6 separate regions of the Mus musculus genome follow, and all the other regions are linked to region 3. Evidence: chromatin contacts called from public Hi-C and promoter capture Hi-C data. All regions are on one chromosome and are shown on one strand. Each heading gives the region's core, a stretch centred on a gene start, on an enhancer-like site or on the middle of the called end of the contact. The rest is flanking DNA. Distances are from core to core; before and after follow the strand shown.

Region 1 (2,700 bases), core at 134-2,633, 1.0 Mb before region 3:
GGCCTCTGTTTTCGTTCTGCCCAGAGGGTCGCCTACCTTCCCGCAGGTCGCCCAGCCGCCAGCGCGCAGATCTAGGCTGGCTGCGCCTCCCGCGGTTCGGCCGTGCCTCACGGAGAATCCCGCAAATCATCACGGCCGCCCGCAGTGGCCCGACTTTTGTCCAGGCCGCTGGGGTCCCCCGGAGGCCAGCGCGGGCCTGGAAGGACAGCTAGAGGCCTTTCGGAGAGCTCGCTGATTGAGAGAGGGACGCCACTCAATATGTTGAGAAAGGAGACAGGCAGTCCCGGTAGATCCCACGAGAATTAAAGCCAAAAAAATTTTTTTTGGGGGGGGGGAAGGCACCCCTTCTCCCAGACTAATAATCAAAAATACACAGAACCTATCGGCACCCACGCGGGAAGCCTCTGGAAGCATCGCTTCAGAGCGCTCCTCTGGGTGGTGAATTTTAAAGACTGGCTGAATTTGCTCTTCACTGGTGTGTTAGGAGCTAGGGAGAGTCAGGGTAGTTTTCAGACCCAGAGTGACCGCTTTAAGAAGAAGAAGAAGAAAAAAGACAACTTGTACGAAGGCGGACGCGTTTCTACTTTCATGGTTTTTGCTCTGAGAAAATTTGGCTTTCGCAAAAACAAAAGATTTTGGGAAAGAGACGGAGGGGGGGGTGGAGAAGTGAAATTAGGCAGTGAGTTCACGGGGTAGGGGGTTGGCTGCGGGGGGGGGGCACTTTCAGTCTTAGTTGAGGGAGGACACAGCCACCCTCATTTCTTAAAAGCAAACAGATTCCGAAAGAGAGTAAAAAGTAGTCCTAAAGTAAAATTAGCCACAATGAATTTGAGCTACAACCATAGGAAATCGCACCCCATAATAGAGAGAAAAGGGTCGGGGCGGAGAGGTCGGCGGCGGAGTTGTTAACGGCGGCAGGACAATAGTATTAATAAGATTAACCTGGGCAATTAGGCCGCCCGCCCAGCAAGGCCGGGGCCGCGCCGGGGCTGCCGAATGGAAAAGATTAGGTTAATTTCATTAATTCTCAATCCACAATCTTTTTCAGGCCCTGTGGCCCCCCTCCTCTTGGCATCTCTCCCCCTCCCCTGCAAGCGCCCCCCGCCCACCCCCACCTCCCCATTCCACACCACCCAAAGGAAAAGAAAAGGACCAAATCTGGTTCTGTTTGTCATCTGCATATTACCAGGAACTAAATCCAGGATGACGTCGACTCAGTATAAAACCAACAAGAGGTTGAGCCGGTCGGAGCTGCGTCCTACCCGCGGGTTGAGTTCAGCTAGGCGGCGGCGAGGGGAGGAGAGGGCGGGAGGAGGGAGTTCGGACGCAGGGGGCGGGGAGGGGCGCGAGTTGCGCGCTCGCCCGCGCTCTCTTTCGGTTTGCTCGCCCGCGGGAGCAGAGAGTGGGACAATTCCCAACCCCCACCCCAAACAACACCACTTGGAGACTTCTTCTTCTTCGGCGCGTCCCCGCCGCCCCCCGGTCCCGACGCGGGGCTCGGGGATGCCCGCCAGCATGTTCAGCATCGACAACATCCTGGCCGCCCGGCCGCGCTGCAAAGACGCGGTGCTCCCGGTGGCGCCCAGCGCCGCGGCTCCGGTGGTCTTCCCGGCTCTACACGGGGACTCGCTCTACGGCGCCGGCGGCGGCACCTCCTCGGACTACGGCGCCTTCTACCCGCGCCCTGTGGCCCCCGGAGGCGCGGGCCTCCCGGCCGCGGTCGGCAGCTCCCGCCTGGGCTACAACAGCTACTTCTACGGGCAGCTGCACGTGCAGGCGGCGCCCGTGGGCCCGGCTTGCTGCGGGGCTGTGCCGCCGCTGGGCGCCCAGCAGTGCTCCTGCGTCCCGACGCCCCCAGGTAGGGTCGCGATCGCTCGCGAGCCGGCCTTCGCCACTGCGGCAGTCGGTGGCTGCCGGGGCATGGACGCGCGGTTTGCTTGCTTTACTCACCTGGCACCAACTTTCTCCCTTTGCAAGCCTTCCCCGTTCTCCCATTTATTTATTTATCTTTTACTTTTAATTAATTAATATATTTTTGGGTCACCGGGTACGGGGACTTTGCATACGTCTACTGTAAACTTTAGGTTAGAGTTTAAAAAGCCGAGTCACCGGGAGTCTCGGGGCGACTCCACGCGCGCGCGGGAATGAAGTGAGGACGCGGGGAGATTCTAAAGTGCCTGAACTGGCTTTTGGATGTGTGCAGGCAGACGCTCCTTCCACGTCTGGGCATCCCTGGTCTCGGTGCCCCCCAAAGACATAGCGCCCCTTGCAGACTTTTTTTATTTTTAAGTGAGCGAGGGCAGCGAGCGGGTTGGCTTACGGTGCCGAGGGAGGATGACTGACTCCCGTCCCTCTCTCTGTCGCAGGCTACGAGGGCCCCGGTTCTGTACTGGTGTCTCCGGTGCCGCACCAGATGCTGCCCTACATGAACGTGGGCACGCTGTCGCGCACTGAGCTGCAGCTGCTCAACCAGCTGCACTGTCGGCGGAAGCGGCGGCACCGCACCATCTTCACCGATGAGCAGCTCGAAGCCCTGGAGAACCTCTTCCAGGAGACGAAGTACCCAGACGTGGGCACTCGGGAGCAGCTGGCCAGGAAGGTGCACCTTCGGGAGGAGAAGGTGGAGGTAGGCAAGAGCCCCAGCGGGGGTGGGCTGGGGTGGGGGCGTCTAGCGGTCCTTCCCTGCACGCGGCTTTTGCC
Region 2 (2,700 bases), core at 102-2,601, 1.4 Mb after region 3:
CCAAGACCACTCACAAGCCGACCTAATCTGCACCTTCAGTCTGCACCAACCACTCTTCCAGTTTTTGATTTGTTAAAAATCTCCCCAACAGTGCTCAGCCTTCTCAAGTTTTTAATCCCTCTTCTGCACCCAGGAATAACTTTGTTCTCCCAGGCTTAGCAAATTCCTCTTGATCTGGCTCAGGTGCAAGCTTTTCATTGTCCCCAGGTAAAGCTTCATTACTTAGCACAAAGGAGGCAGGAGGAGTGTTTGCCAAGGGATGATGATTGTGTCCAAAAGCGATCATCTTTGCATCTCCCAAACCAAGCACAGTGCTCGAAGCAATAGAAATAAATGTGCTGAACGCACTGAACCCACCATATCGGGAATTCCCCCAGGGCAGTGACTTCGACTACCTCTGCTTCATCTCGAATATATACCAGATACTTGCTTTCTCAAGAATGATCGTTCACGCTGAGGTCAACTAATGAGAAATACGCAAAGACGGATCTGGACTAGTCCTGGGGCTCACAGTGGGAGAAGTCTCTCTTTAATCGTTCAGGTAAAGAAAGGCTTTGAAAGGGGCAAAGGAATCGTAAAATTAAAGGGTAGAAAAGTAGGCATAGATGATGCTTAAGTTCTCCTTGTCACAGGGGCCAGAGTACTGGGGCTGGATATGGCCTGACTTCTGGTTTCCTGAAAAGTACGTAAGCAAGGAAACTAGGAATGGGATCTTGGGAAACGTGGTGATTGTGGTAGCGCCGAGAGAAGTTAATTCTATCAAGGCGTGGCATGAGCCTCTCAAGGGTCTTTGGAATTAAGGAGCTACGAAGGCACCTGCTGGCCTCGTGTTCTCTGAGCCCAAGATGGGAAAGGCAGAGATGGGGAGGCTTGGGGAGTACGGCGGTACAAGGGGAAAGAGCCCAGGCTGGACGCGGATTAACTTTTAGCTCCAGCTGATGAAAGCTCAGAGGAACTAGACAGGAGGGAGGGCAAGGAGGAAGCATAGGCGCGCCCCAACACCCCGAGGTTTCAGCCCGGGGAAAAGTCACTTCTCTTCCCCCTTGCGGAACGCTTGTTCCAGGAACCACGGAGACTGTCACAACCGAAACCGCGGGAGCGCGTCCGGGCGACACCGGGCCGACGCGGGAACCCATCCCCTTGAGGGCCTCCTCCCAACCCGAAGGCTCCTTTCCGTCTCCCGTCCTCACCTGCCAGGCCAATCTCCCCCCGGCACCGTCCGCCGCCCTTCCCAACCCCTAGTGGAACGCAGGTCGGAGAGCGAGCAGAGCTAGCGCGCGCTCAGCGGCGGAGAGCAGCCGGCAGGAGCCCCTGTGTGGTGGCCGCCATCTTGGGCCTGAGCAGAGCGGCTGAGGCGGGGACGACCCGGGCGACACCATCTGTAGGGGTGGTGACGAACCGGGTCAGGGAAGAGGACAGCGCAAAAGCTCGCAAACCTTGTCAGCCTGGATCCACGTCTTATTCAAAACGTGTCGCGATCATTCACAGCTTAAGATGTACGGGATTCGCGCGTGAGAAGGGAGAGAGAAGCGCCGGTTTGCCGACGCCACCCCCTCTCATCAGGGCTGGCGCGGCGAGTGGCAGCTCCTTAGGTCACGGCTTCCGCCGGCGCCAGTGGCCTAGCTCCCTGCGGCTGTCCTTGGTCGCCTTGTCACCAGGCTGAAGGTGGGTCTGGGGACCCCGGCGCCACCCGTGGTGGTGATGCGGGCGGGAGGGTTCTGGGGAACGCTCGCATGGAGGGGAAACAGGGTCGCCTTCGGTGACCCCTGCGCGCTGCCCGCCCCACGCCTTTTACAAAGACTGCTCTGGGGACGATCTGATGGCCTGGCTCTCGGGGGACTCGGAAGGGTTCTCAAGGATCCGACTCTTGAGCCCACAATAGGGAATGCAGCTCCTATCCAGAAGCGGGGCGCGGTCGCCCAGGCGTCTGTCTCCTCGTCCAACTCTCCTGATTGTGAAACCCGCACGTAGCCATTTGCCTTTTAAAAACAAGGCTTTCTGCTTGGTTTCCAGTCCGTGTTATGATCTCAACGGTTTCGGTTTTGCTCCATCCATTCCATATCTTAGGTGACACTTTGTAATAATTATAAAGAACTGTGGGGTCCAGTCCAACACAAGGTATTATCTCTTAAAAAGTCTACATGTGCCTGCAGTGGTGGTGGCGCATGCCTTTAATCCCAGCACTTGGAAAGCAGAGGCAGGTGGATTTCTGAGTTCAAGGCCAGGCTGGTCTACAGAGTGAGTTCCAGGGCAGCCAGGGCTTTAAAGAGAACCCCTGTCTTGAAAAACAAAACAACAAAAAAAGTCTACATGTTTCCAGCATGAATCCAGATAGAAGACTCAGCAAAATAAGACTCACAGCAGTGTCTGTTATTCTTGAAAAGGGAAAGAAACTTTAATCCCAGCACTTGGAAAGCAGAGGCAGGTGGTATTTAAGGGAAATACCTTGTGTTAGAGAAAAATATTAAGAAATATGTGGGATGTGGGGTTAGTTGTTTTTTGTTTTTAAAAAGTCTCACACACACACACATGGAGAGAGAGAGAGAGAGAGAGAGAGAGAGAGAGAGAGAGAGAGAGAGAGGCTCTGCAAAGAAGAAAAGAGAGGAGGAGTTATTTAACTGTTTACCTCCGTACACAGGAGAGAGAGTAGAACAAAAGAGCTTAAGCCTGATCAGGATACAGATTGTCTGGGGACTATGC
Region 3 (2,700 bases), core at 45-2,544:
TATTATAAATAAGTACACTGTGGCTGTCTTCAGACATGCCAGAAGCAGGCGTCAGATCTCATTACCAGTGTTTGTGGGCCACCATGTGGCTGCTTGAATTTGAACTCAGGACCTTAGGATGAGCAGTCAGTGCGCTACCTGCTGAGCCATCTCACCAGCCCCTCCTTTATTCTTTTTAACAAGATATCTCTTTTACGTTTTTAGGTGTATGTCTGTGCACCACGTGTTTGCAGCACCCACTGAGGCCAGAAGGGGGCATCAGATCCTCTGGTCAGGAATTATGGATGGTTGTGAGTTGCTATATGGGTGCTGGGAACTGAACACAGATCCCTCGGAAGAGCAGTCTGTGCTTGTAACCACTGAGCCAACTCTCCAGCCCGCCTTTTTTCCCCTCTCTATTCAGGGTGGTGTGCGGAAGCATTTTTGTTTTCATAAAAATTTCATGCATCTCTTTTTGCTCTTGTCTATCCTTTTGGCGTCTTGGTGAAAGTCCCTTGCCAATGACAACACTCTGTTATCTAATTCAGTGTTAGGTGTGTATCTCATAATGCTGACACGGAAAAAAAAAAACTGATCTAAGTTAAGATATAAAAGAATACATTTTCAGGTCTTCGGAGATGGCTCAGTGGGAAGCGTGCTTCCATATGCATGGAAGACTAGTTTATTTATTTTTTTAATTTATATGAGTACATTGCAGCTGTCTTCAGACACACTAGAAGAATACATTGGATCCTATTATAGATGGTTGTGAGCCACCATGTGGTTGCTGGGAATTGAACTCAGGACCTCTGGAAGAGCAGTCAGTGCTCTTAACCTCTGAGCCATCTATACAGCCTCTAAGACTAGTTTAAATCTCCAGCACAAACATCAAAAAACAATCAAACTAAACAGGCAAATGTATCGTGACCAGCTCTGTGCAGTAGGAAAGGCACTACGAACTGGAGAACATGGCTCTTTCAACCCAGGGTTAGGTGGTTTATAAATTAGGTAAGGAAATGTTTTAAGGCTCCAGGTAGTCAGTTACTCATGCATGTGGGACAGCTACTGCACACAAACCAGACAGCGATTACCCGGGCGCTTGCGCTCCCTAGCGTCCAGGAAGGAGCTCCGAAACATTGCCTAAACCATAAACAGGAAGCGTAACCTAGGCCACACAGGGCCCGCCCCCCAGCTCAGTCCTCCGAGTTCCAGCCAAAGTCCTGAGAGAGTGCCAATCAGATAGACGCTTCCGCACAGAGGCGGAACTTCCTTCCTTAGCGCGCACGCGTGCCCGGAGCTCCGCCCCGGAACTGCAGTACTGAAGCTGCTGCAGTTCCGGGTCGGGTTGGCGCAAACGGCCCGGCGTGTGAGGTGACTGCGGCGGTGAGTGCTCTTTGTGGGTTCGGAGCGGAGCAGGCCCTGGCCGGCTGCGGAGGGGCTCCCCGGTGTCTTCGAAGCATCGTGGCTCACCGGTGTCCCCACAACCTTGGTTGCCGGTGGCTCATGCTTTGCTGTGGGCATCAAGGCCCGGCAACCTCCCTTGAAGCCCTCGTGGGACTCTGGCAGAAGGCACAGGTCACTCCCCCGCGCCCTATTTCTAGTGACGTTCCCTTCACCTTGTCAAGGTGGGGCCGAGGTGCGGCGGGGGTCGGGGGGTCGCCGTGCGTCCCATGCCATCCTCACAGACGCCATGTTAAGCGGTTTTTGACGTGCGTCACTATTTCGTATTCAGATGAGGACCCAGTGCGATAAATATCTCATTATCCTCAATTTGTAGATAAGGAGACTGAGGCACAGAGATGTGCAGCAAACACCGAGCAGGATCCAGATTTGAATCGAGTTTTGCCTTACTCTCTCCACAATGTCCCTTTTCATTTAGAGAGGACCCATGTAGCGCCACTTCCACACAGATGAGTCGTGCATACTCAGACTTTAAAGACAGGGTCTTGTGTAGCCAAGGCTGGCTTTGAGCTCCTGATCTTCCATCTCCATTCCTGAGGGCAGGATACCGGCTATGTACGGTTTTACGCAGTGCTAGGGGGGGTGGAACCTAGGACTTGACGTGTTTCAACCTATCTGGCCAAGGCCAAGATGATGGAAATGGCACTTGTCTTGTTCTACCAGGGAAAAAAGCACGCCGTATCTCAGATTCTTACTCCGTGTTCAAAATGGCTTATCAAGCCTCTTTTGATACTTATTTTGTGTACAGTGTAAAATTAGTTATTATTAGATATTATCACACCCTTCTCATTTAGAAAGATTGTAACACTAAATTCTGAGAGGAGGTGGGTGGGTGGGGGTTGCATACAAAGTAAGTGTTGGAGCTAGGATCCTAACCAGAGATAGCTCATGTGTCCTTTACTGCCTGTGTCCCCTCTGCTCCAAGCCAAACTACCTATTCTGTGGGTGTGTTTCATTTTCTGGATTTGAGCATCTCCTCTATGTAAGTTAAGCCATCTCTGTGTCCTTGGCTGTTTGCAGGGTCTAGTACGTTTTAGGAAAGCGTGTGTTGCCCTAGAGCCTGTACCCCACAGTCACTAACCCAGAAGAACATTTCTTTTCAGCAACCATGAAGGTGAAGGAGACAAACTCAAAGCCAAAGTTGGCAAGCCGTGGCACGTTCCAGAGGAAGGGCATCAAGATTGTGGGGAAATGGAAGCAAGTGACGATCGACCCGAATCTGTTTGCAGATGGACAGATGGATGACCTGGTGTGCTTTGA
Region 4 (2,700 bases), core at 146-2,645, 1.5 Mb after region 3:
AACTTTTCAGTCATTCATGAACCCAACTAAATTCATGTCACTCATCACTCATCATTCTAGACGGAATAAAAGCCAGAGTCCTGTTCATGGGCTACTGGGCCCTTGGGACTCAACTTCTTCATGCCTTCTGGGTCCATACTTACAAATATTCCCCAATTCATTCTTAAGCCATCCTTGCCTTCTTATAAATTCTCAAAATTGCCAGGGGCCTCCAGCCAAAGGGACTTTATTATACTCAGTTATGTCTTATTGTCTAGATAAGCTATATGGGAGCGCCCCCCCCCCATAGCTGTATCTCTCACTTGCTCATTTCAAGTCTCTATGCAAGATTATCTTATTGTGGAGTCCTCAGCCATTTTCTACATCCCCAGGGCTCAACCTACTGTGGCATGCCCATACTCTCCTTACCTTACCCTGTTTTACTTTCTCCCTAACATTCCCTAGTGCCCAGAATTAACAGTAGACATGTTAAATCATTTGACGACTATATATACTACACTTAAAAACACTGTATTGGGCATGATGGTACATTCTTGTAATCCAGTACTCATGAGGTAGAAGCAGAAGGGTCATCAGTTCAAAACCAACCTGGATTATAGGAGAGCCTATCTCAAACAAGGGCTGAGGATGTGGCTAAGCCGAAAAGCCTCAATGCCTGTACAAGTCTCTGGATTTGATCTTCAGCACCAAAAATTCTCCATCATTCAAGCTGAAAGTGTAGCTCGTCAACCCCACCCCCAATGACAGTGTTCTGGCCTGCTGCTTCTCTTGGGTGTGTGTCTTTTCTTCATTTTCTTGTCTTCCTTACTACTAGCCACGTGTCTCTGTCCAATTCCTTGTTCTGGGACACGGAAGCTGAAAAACCCTCGGAGGCAACCCCTAAATTCAAATAGATATCTGGTGAAAATTATTCAGAGAGGGATCATTTGAGAGGCGGTCATGGGATCCCACAATCCTTTAAGTGCATGGTAACTGAAAACAAACACCAAAACAAGGGTTTTCTGCCTGGACATTTGAATTGCAACCCGCTTTTTCAGCTTTGTAGCCTCGTTTCCAACCCTCTGGCACGGATGCTCTTATATCCGCAGACGCTGGATAATAGAGTAATGCAGATGGATTGAGGTTGCTTCCCTGTGGGGTGGGACGACCCTATCGAATCCTAGCGATGCAATAGCTCTTGTAGACAGGATCAGAAGGCACTGTCAAGGGTTACTTCCTCTTACAAACAAAAGCAGCTGCGCAGGTGGGAAGAGCCACCGCCGCCGCCACTGCCTTTTCGGTCTCCACCTAAAGTTCCGCAGGTTACGCGGAAGTCACGGATCTGGCTGGCCCATTTACTTGGTCCTCCGCGATCCCACGGTCCTTCGCGCCCGGGACGCCTCTGGCAGCGGCCCTTCTACGCTATCGCGAAGCTTCTCTATGGTCACTGCCGCTTTCCCGGCAGTGTCATGGCGGCCGGCGTTGAGTTGGCAGGACTGGCCCACGAAACTGAGGAAAGTCAGTAAAGCTGAGAAAGAAGTAGTGCAGCCGCACGGCGGGAAGCCGTGGGAATGAGCAGAGGCCTCGCGGGGCCCACGGTGTCCACAACGGCGAACCCTTGGTGAAGCGTCAGGCCGGGCCTCGGCTTTCTGACGCGGCCGTTGGTGGGAGTGCCGTGTCCTGCGAGTCCTCAGCGTCTGGATCCGCACCAGCTTCGGCGTCCAGGGACATTTGGAGAGGACGTGTCCACCCGCAGCGATGTCGTCCTGGCTCGGGGGCCTCGGCTCCGGCTTGGGCCAGTCTCTCGGTCAAGTAGGGGGCAGCCTGGCTTCCCTCACTGGCCAGATTTCGAACTTCACGAAGGATATGCTGTTGGAGGGCACGGAGGATGTGCCAGGTAACAGCTGGAGCGAGGGCGGTGGGGCTCGGTTGGGATCCACTTGGTTCCGGGTCCGGTCGGTCGGCAGACGCGGACGGGTCCCGAAGGAGTCACTCCACGCTTTTTTCTCTGCTCTCCTCCCTTTACCTCCGTAGCCGCTTTTCCAGCCTTCAGGACCACGGTGGAGAATTCTGGACCTCTCCCCTCATTGAATACGCTGGATAGCTCAGCGAAGTGGACCTGCTGTTTCTATGCCGAATAGGGTTATTTGGGTGGCCCATGCCTATTACTTACTTCGCCCATAGTTTGGGGGCTGATCTCACTTTGATCCTATTCCTTTAGTATGACAACTAAAGTATGGCAATTGCCCTCCTTCCCCCCAAATACTTTGTAACATTAATTACTCAAGATTAAACACTTGATCTGGCTTTAGCACGTTGTTAGGGGAATAGGGCTGTTTTTCTATTCAATTGTTTTCTAATTTTGCTCATCTTGAAGACACTTTGCAGCTGAAAACGTAGTTTTGTGTAGGATGGCACATTCTCCCATACTTTTGGAGAACTTTATCTTTTGAGAATCTTACCTACCTTTACTCACTTTAAAACTTGAAAAATATTGTGGTGTCTCTGTCTGTCTGTCTGTCTGTCTCTCTGTGTGTGTGTGTGTGTGTGTAAATGATGCACATATGCATGAGTGTCTACCTCATCGCCCGTGTGTGGAGGCCAGTAGACAACATTGTGGAGTTCTCTTTTCCCCTTTAGGTGGAATTTGAGGATGGAATTCCTTTTACTTTGCTTGAACGACAAACACCTTTACTCACCCATTCACCTGGCCAGGCTCCT
Region 5 (2,700 bases), core at 86-2,585, 1.3 Mb before region 3:
GGTGCACGCCTTTAATCCCAGTGCTTGGGAGGCAGAGGCAGTTGGATCTTTATGAGTTCAAGGCCAATTTGGTGTACAGAGCAAGTTCCAGGACAGCCAGAGCTATACAGAGAAACATTGTGTCGAAAAACAAAACAAAACAAAACAAAACAAAACAAATGGACCATATTGCCTCCAAGTTAAAGGTAAAGAAATCAGAAACATCTGCTAATGGACAAGGAGTTAGTCTTTAAAAAAATATCTTTTTTTTTTCCCGAGACAGGGTTTCTCTGTGTAATAGCCCTGGCTGTCCTGGAATTCACTCTGTAGACCAAGCTGGTCTCGGACCCAGAAATCCGCCTGCCTCTACCTCCCAAGTGTTGGGATTAAAGGCGTGCCCCACCACGCCCGGCGTGGCACACACGTTTAAACCCAAAAATTGAGAGGCAGAGGCAGGCGGAGTTTGAGGACAGCCTGGTCTACATAGTGAGACCTACTTTCGAAATAACAGTAATAAAAAAATTGAAACAAATGACACTAGTATTTATTCAAATAAACAAATCACTTGCACTTATTAAAGATTAGCCTTAATTTGGAGAGGTAACAACCACTACGTGGGACTGTTGGACATAGTTCAGACGGACAGGTAAGCGCTTCCAGTGGCTGAGAGAAGCCCGGGGCTAGAAGCGTCCATCCCTCACCTGGAGTACCAGTCTATTCCGGAGTCTTTTTCCAAGATGCCTACACGGAGGTGGGGGAGGGTCCTACACTAAGATGGTTTTCTTTAAGTCGGTCTCTTTACTCCTCTGATCTCAGCAAGAAGACGCAGCAGAAAGCTCAGCCTTATAAAACCAAGTTTGCACGCCGCGGGCATTTTCTGGTTATTCAAGTTGGTTTTGAGGGCTGCCCAAAGAGATCAGTTCTTTGGACCAAAAGAGCGGTGCAGCGGGGCTTGCGGATGGGGGCGATGTGTGCCATCATCAGGAAGGGAAAGGAGCCGGGAGCTGGGACTGCGTAGCCCCAGCGGCGCGTTCAGGATTCCGGCCGGCCGGCAGGCTGGCTGACTGCGTTGCAGAGCTCGGTCTTCGCATTGGGCCTCCGACGCGGCCTCGGCCCGAGTCTGCTGTCTCCCGGCTTCTGAGTGGCTGGGGGGCCGGGGTTAACCTTTCACCTCCGCGCTCCGTCCAATCACAGGACGGCTTTCATGCGGCCGCGGGGCGAGCGAGCGAGGGGGCGCGGAGCGGCGGCGCGACGCCGGTGGGATTCTCCAAGCCGCTGTGCGCCGTCGCCGCGGGCCGAGCGCGGGCTGCGGGCGAGCAGGGCGCTGCGCAGTCTCCGCAGGCGCGGGCGGGAGGGGTCGGGGCGCGGCGCGGTGCGGCGCGGGCGGCTCCGGGCCCAGGTGAATGGAGTAACCTGACAGCGGGAACGAGACGACGGCGAGCGGCAGGAAATGGCGGCGGCGGCGGCGGCGCCGGGCGGCACCGGGAGGCCTGGGCTGTGACGCGCGCGCCGGAGCGGGGTCCGATGGTTCTGGAAGGCCCGCGGCGCCCAGTGCTGCAGGTGAGGCGGGCTCCCTGCTGGGCCGCTTTGTGTCCGGGCCCGGGGGACGGCGATGCCCGGCCCGCCTCTTGCGCGAGGCCCGCGCGGGCGCCGGGAGCAGGCCGCGACGCCGAGCCCGGGCAGAGAACTGTCCACGCGGGCCTCTCCGCACCCCCGCCTTAGGAGGAGCGGCCTTTGACAGGTCCCGTTCCGCGTTCGAAGCCCGGGAGAAGACAGGAGGTATCCACGCGGGCCGGCGTCTCGGGAGCGACCCGGGCCTGCCAAATGGCGCGGGACCCCTGGATGCCTCCGAGGATCTGGAGGGGGACAAGGCCTCAGCGAGGTGCGGGCTGGAGCCCTGGGAAGGACTGTTGTGTGTTTATTGGCAGGTGACCAAGGCTGGCCCTAGGGGGTGGGTGGCCCAGGCCATGTTTTGTGCCCCTCCCCTTTTAGGTCGTCTGGACCTTGCGAAGAAGGGTCTTTGCTTAAGGGGCTTTCGTTCAGCCAAATCTGTGTGCATCTCCAGCCAGCACACCAAATTGGTGTGGATTGCCTAGCAGAGATGAGCTGCCCTTGTGACTTTGCCTTCAGGACAGAGCCAGTGTCCTGAAGACTTGCCCAAATGGATGACTGGGAGTCTATGATCTGTAATAGTCCTTGCTTTTATGAGTAGACTTGTGATTAAAGGGTTAGTTACCGATATATGATGCCCTAAGTATTATGGTGATCAAGTGTTGAAAGACGTCATCGGGTGAAAGAGACTTACTTGGGAGTTCGCTCCTGAGTTTCTGAATCTTTGATTGTTAGTTTTCTGAGGAACCTCACTGTAAGTCAGTAGGAAAGGATGCAGTTCAAGAGTTAAGCAACTTGAGATATGTTTTTCAAACCTGTTGTAAAGTAGGATCGCTGAGTTGGAAATTCATTGGTATAAACATTTTAAGTTTTCTAGGCAAAAATTTTCATGGTAACCAAGGACCTGAAATGTAACCGAAAGGTGAATACTGGGTGAGGCTTGTAGCAAGCAGTAGTTTGGGTGTTTTTGGAAATATCTTTTTGATATCTTTGGGGACTGAGTTCTGGAATAATCTGTTTCACTTTTCAGGCTACCTGTGAAACATGCAGTGTGTAATATAAACAGTGCACAATATCATGACTGGAGTGTATTTTATAGAACTGTCAGCA
Region 6 (2,700 bases), core at 70-2,569, 1.6 Mb before region 3:
ATTGCAAATGTTGCATACTCCATTCTAACACAGACAAGTCTCCTCTCAGCACAGTGACCAACCCAGAGCACTAAATCAGTAAGATGGGGGGGGGGGGGCTACTTGAATACAGGGTTCCCCGGATTCCACTGAAGGAGGAGCAGGGTGCGGGGAGGGGGCAGCTTTCCCATTACCCGGCCCACCTTGACCGATTCTTGCCAAGAATCAGAACCAAATCCCTGGCCTTTCTCTTCCTCGCTCACAGCAAGCACAAGACGGAGAGAAAGGCGCCTGCCTGGTACTGTGTATAAAGGATTCCAACTAGACGTCAGGACGCAGTCGCTTTGCCTTGGGGCCAGTAAAAAGCTGTTCTGCTCTCTGCCCTTTGGGCCCAACCTGGCCGCAGTTTGCTAATCTGGTCGGGGGTCAGAAGTTTTCTTAGTGGCTTCCTCTTTCCGCTGAGCCTCTACCATGTCTTAGTCTCCACACACTGTTCTTTGATGCTACAGTATCTAAAAAACAAACTTCGTGTCTTTCCCAACGTGAGTCCGGCTAGACTATGGTGAAACCTTCTCTCCAGCAAGAAGACAGTCCCTGACCCTCGGGGCCTTAAACATTATTAGTCAGCCTCTGACCTCGTTAGGCACACACAGGCAAGCCTGAAACCTCTTCCCTACATACGTAGTAGCATCAGTCCCTCACCTAGCAAGTACGCTGCTGGCTTCCAAGCCCTCAAATTGTCCCCAAGGGTATTCGCAGTGAGTCCCCCTCTCAGCCAGCCACTCCCCAGTCGACCTGCTCAGAGGGGATCATGATGCCGACTACCCCCTCTCCTATGCAGTCAGAAACATCTCGCCCCGAGGTGGGCCGAGGCGAACCCTCCGCCCATGTGGCTACACAACCAGGGAAGGCCCTTGCTCCTCGGGATCTGCTCAAGTTCACCGCGCCCTCGCAATCGGATCCCACGGGCCTGACCTTGCCTCAGCTCCGGGTCGTCCAGCACGTTGTAGGCCGCATAGTCGCGAACACCGTGCAGCCGCAGAATCTGCACCACGGCGTTGCTGAAGCCGCACTGGGGCTGCTCGGGCGTCCCCTTGAGGAACACCACCACCTTGTCCTTCTTCACCAGCGCGTCCAGCTGCTCCGCCTGGCCGCCCGAGCTCGCCGCCCGCACGCCGGCTCCGGGCAGGCCACCGCCACCAGCGCTTCGCCCCCAGCGCAGCAGAGCCGCCGCCGCCCGGCTCAGGGACGCGCTCATGCCCGCTCGCTGTCCACCGCCTCTGCGGCCACTCCAGGGCTTACAGAGCCCGTGGTGTCCGGCCGGCCCACCAGAGGCTCTCATTGGACAAGCTCTGGGATGAGTCTCGTGATTGGACAATACTGGCTCAATTCCACCAATCACATCGCTTACACCGTAGGGTGGGCCTTCCCTGGGAGCCGCGTCCTACAGGCTTGCTAGTGAGCGAGGACGACCGCTTTGCGTGTTGATTGGACAAATCGGACGTCCGTCGGTGAAGGGCATGAAGAGGCGTGACTAGAGGAAGCCGGCTTTCCTCGTGCGGGCGTTCGAGGCCTGGCCGGATACGCCAAGATGATAGGGCAGGCGCGAGGCGGGGCTTCTGCCGCCCGCGGCACGCCGGGAAGGAGTCACGTCCAGACGCAGCTTCCGGTTCCTTTTGCGGTGATTGCTACGGTAACGCGGCCGGTAGTCCTGCGATGGCGTGCACCAGAGAGGAGGTGGCCTTCCATGCCTCACCGGCTGAGGCCAGCCGCGAACCTGGCGTGTCCTGGTCTGCCCGGGGCTCCAGCCTCCGACCCGCCATGCACATGGACATCCAAGCCGTGTCCTGCGGCCTCCCGTGGGATTCTTCCTCCAGAATGAGGTTTTTTTTTTTTTTAGCATAAAACTATAAGTATTGTGTATGTATGATCTGCGTGCATGCATCTTCAGAAGACGACTTTTATAAAGGGTCCGGGGATGGAACTCTAGCTTGCAGGGTAAGTCCCTTGGCACGCTGAGCCCTCTCCCTGGCCTCTAGAATGATGCTCTTCTCGTAGAAACGTGTAAAGTGCTCTAGCCGTGGGACGGCTGGCTTTGGGGTCTCGGTGACTACTGGGGTCGGGAAGGATTGAAAGAACAAGGGAATTGGTGGGTTGCCGGGCCCTGTGGCCATTGTCTGCAACGTTGCCTTGCCTCTTAAGAGGCTGAGGCAGGAGGATCAGTTGAACTCAGGAGTTCTAAATAAGCCCGAGTCAGCCCGGGCCGTACAGCAGGACCCTTTTTAAGAGGGAAAACGGAGGGTGAGGATGTAGCTCAGTAGGAAGTCGTTTTCCTAGTGTAAGCGACGTCCAGAGTTCCACCCCGTCACATGCACACAGACAGTAATAAAAGAGAGTATTCTCTTAGTGAATTCCGGTGTAGATGATGATGGCCCCAGGGTAGAGTGCTTGCTTGCACATCTGCTGGGGATGGTGCAGAAGAGTGGGCAGGCGCGTCGTTTTTTTACATGGACTTCCCCCTAGAACAGAGCCCCGGGTGTGGTCAGTTCTCCCGCCGGTAGTACGCAGATCCAGATCCTGGCCAGCAGGCCTCCGCAGCCCACTATCTAATCTGCAGTCTTGGCCCTGCGCTGGGTTAGCGGTACCCTAGAGCACACCAGACTTGCAGAGAAAGCAGACAACAGAGGAAGCTGAGGCATGCCTGCTCGAGAGGCAGCAGGC

The links. Promoter capture Hi-C pulls out the DNA fragments that hold promoters and counts their contacts. A called contact is a pair of places that touch in the nucleus more often than the background predicts. Capture Hi-C pulls out chosen DNA fragments and counts their contacts.
Region 1: a promoter capture Hi-C map of embryonic stem cells shows a contact between it and region 3, with 2.6 times the contacts expected there. The contact joins the promoter of Gsc here to the promoter of Ddx24 in region 3. A contact is called at or near these places in 2 of 39 promoter capture datasets (embryonic stem cells and hippocampal neurons).
Region 2: a contact with region 3 is called in a promoter capture Hi-C map of adipose tissue, with 2.1 times the contacts expected there. The contact joins the promoter of Cpsf2 here to the promoter of Ddx24 in region 3. A contact is called at or near these places in 4 of 39 promoter capture datasets (embryonic stem cells, hematopoietic stem and progenitor cells, liver and 1 more), 1 of 484 Hi-C or Micro-C datasets (CD8 T cells), 3 of 115 datasets of contacts at active chromatin or transcription factors (T-cell acute lymphoblastic leukemia, astrocytes and thymic regulatory T cells) and 1 of 9 other capture datasets (adipose tissue).
Region 4: a promoter capture Hi-C map of liver shows a contact between it and region 3, with 3 times the contacts expected there. The contact joins the promoter of Trip11 here to the promoter of Ddx24 in region 3. A contact is called at or near these places in 3 of 39 promoter capture datasets (the C10 cell line, liver and pre-B cells), 2 of 115 datasets of contacts at active chromatin or transcription factors (astrocytes and thymic regulatory T cells) and 1 of 9 other capture datasets (liver).
Region 5: a contact with region 3 is called in a Hi-C map of B cells, with 9 read pairs. The contact joins the promoter of Dicer1 here to the promoter of Ddx24 in region 3. A contact is called at or near these places in 6 of 39 promoter capture datasets (the 3T3-L1 cell line, the C10 cell line, cranial neural crest and 3 more), 4 of 484 Hi-C or Micro-C datasets (B cells, CD4 T cells and the G1E-ER4 cell line), 6 of 115 datasets of contacts at active chromatin or transcription factors (astrocytes, embryonic stem cells, large pre-B cells and 2 more) and 3 of 9 other capture datasets (adipose tissue, liver and macrophages).
Region 6: a promoter capture Hi-C map of liver shows a contact between it and region 3, with 2.5 times the contacts expected there. The contact joins the promoter of Glrx5 here to the promoter of Ddx24 in region 3. A contact is called at or near these places in 5 of 39 promoter capture datasets (the 3T3-L1 cell line, the C10 cell line, hippocampal neurons and 2 more), 5 of 484 Hi-C or Micro-C datasets (B cells, CD4 T cells, CD8 T cells and 2 more), 4 of 115 datasets of contacts at active chromatin or transcription factors (astrocytes, extraembryonic endoderm stem cells, stem cell-derived neural progenitor cells and 1 more) and 1 of 9 other capture datasets (liver).

The regions. Positions count from the first base shown.
Region 1 is chr12:104,471,919-104,474,618 of GRCm38.p6, reverse strand. Gsc (goosecoid homeobox) reads left to right here and starts at 1,383. Exons shown (of 3, transcript NM_010351.1): 1 at 1,383-1,858; 2 at 2,367-2,626. The coding sequence starts at 1,504. Gm10000 (a long non-coding RNA gene) reads right to left here and starts at 1,089. Exons shown (of 6, transcript XR_381874.2): 1 at 37-1,089.
Region 2 is chr12:101,974,625-101,977,324 of GRCm38.p6, reverse strand. It overlaps Cpsf2 (cleavage and polyadenylation specific factor 2), which reads right to left and starts at 1,351. Exons shown (of 15, transcript NM_016856.3): 1 at 1,191-1,351. Ndufb1 (NADH:ubiquinone oxidoreductase subunit B1) reads left to right here and starts at 1,587. Exons shown (of 3, transcript NM_001378525.1): 1 at 1,587-1,665.
Region 3 is chr12:103,424,441-103,427,140 of GRCm38.p6, reverse strand. Ddx24 (DEAD box helicase 24) reads left to right here and starts at 1,294. Exons shown (of 9, transcript NM_020494.4): 1 at 1,294-1,362; 2 at 2,544-2,700. The coding sequence starts at 2,549.
Region 4 is chr12:101,911,866-101,914,565 of GRCm38.p6, reverse strand. It overlaps Trip11 (thyroid hormone receptor interactor 11), which reads left to right and starts at 1,395. Exons shown (of 21, transcript NM_028446.1): 1 at 1,395-1,876. The coding sequence starts at 1,738. Gm20036 (predicted gene, 20036) reads right to left here and starts at 1,899. Exons shown (of 2, transcript NR_152255.1): 1 at 589-1,899.
Region 5 is chr12:104,750,587-104,753,286 of GRCm38.p6, reverse strand. Dicer1 (dicer 1, ribonuclease type III) reads left to right here and starts at 1,335. Exons shown (of 27, transcript NM_148948.2): 1 at 1,335-1,539.
Region 6 is chr12:105,031,237-105,033,936 of GRCm38.p6, reverse strand. Glrx5 (glutaredoxin 5) reads right to left here and starts at 1,319. Exons shown (of 2, transcript NM_028419.3): 1 at 955-1,319. The coding sequence starts at 1,237. It overlaps Snhg10 (small nucleolar RNA host gene 10), which reads left to right and starts at 1,658. Exons shown (of 2, transcript NR_003145.3): 1 at 1,658-1,977. It overlaps Gm46374 (a long non-coding RNA gene), which reads left to right. Exons shown (of 3, transcript XR_003950254.1): 2 at 1-78; 3 at 245-959. It also overlaps Scarna13.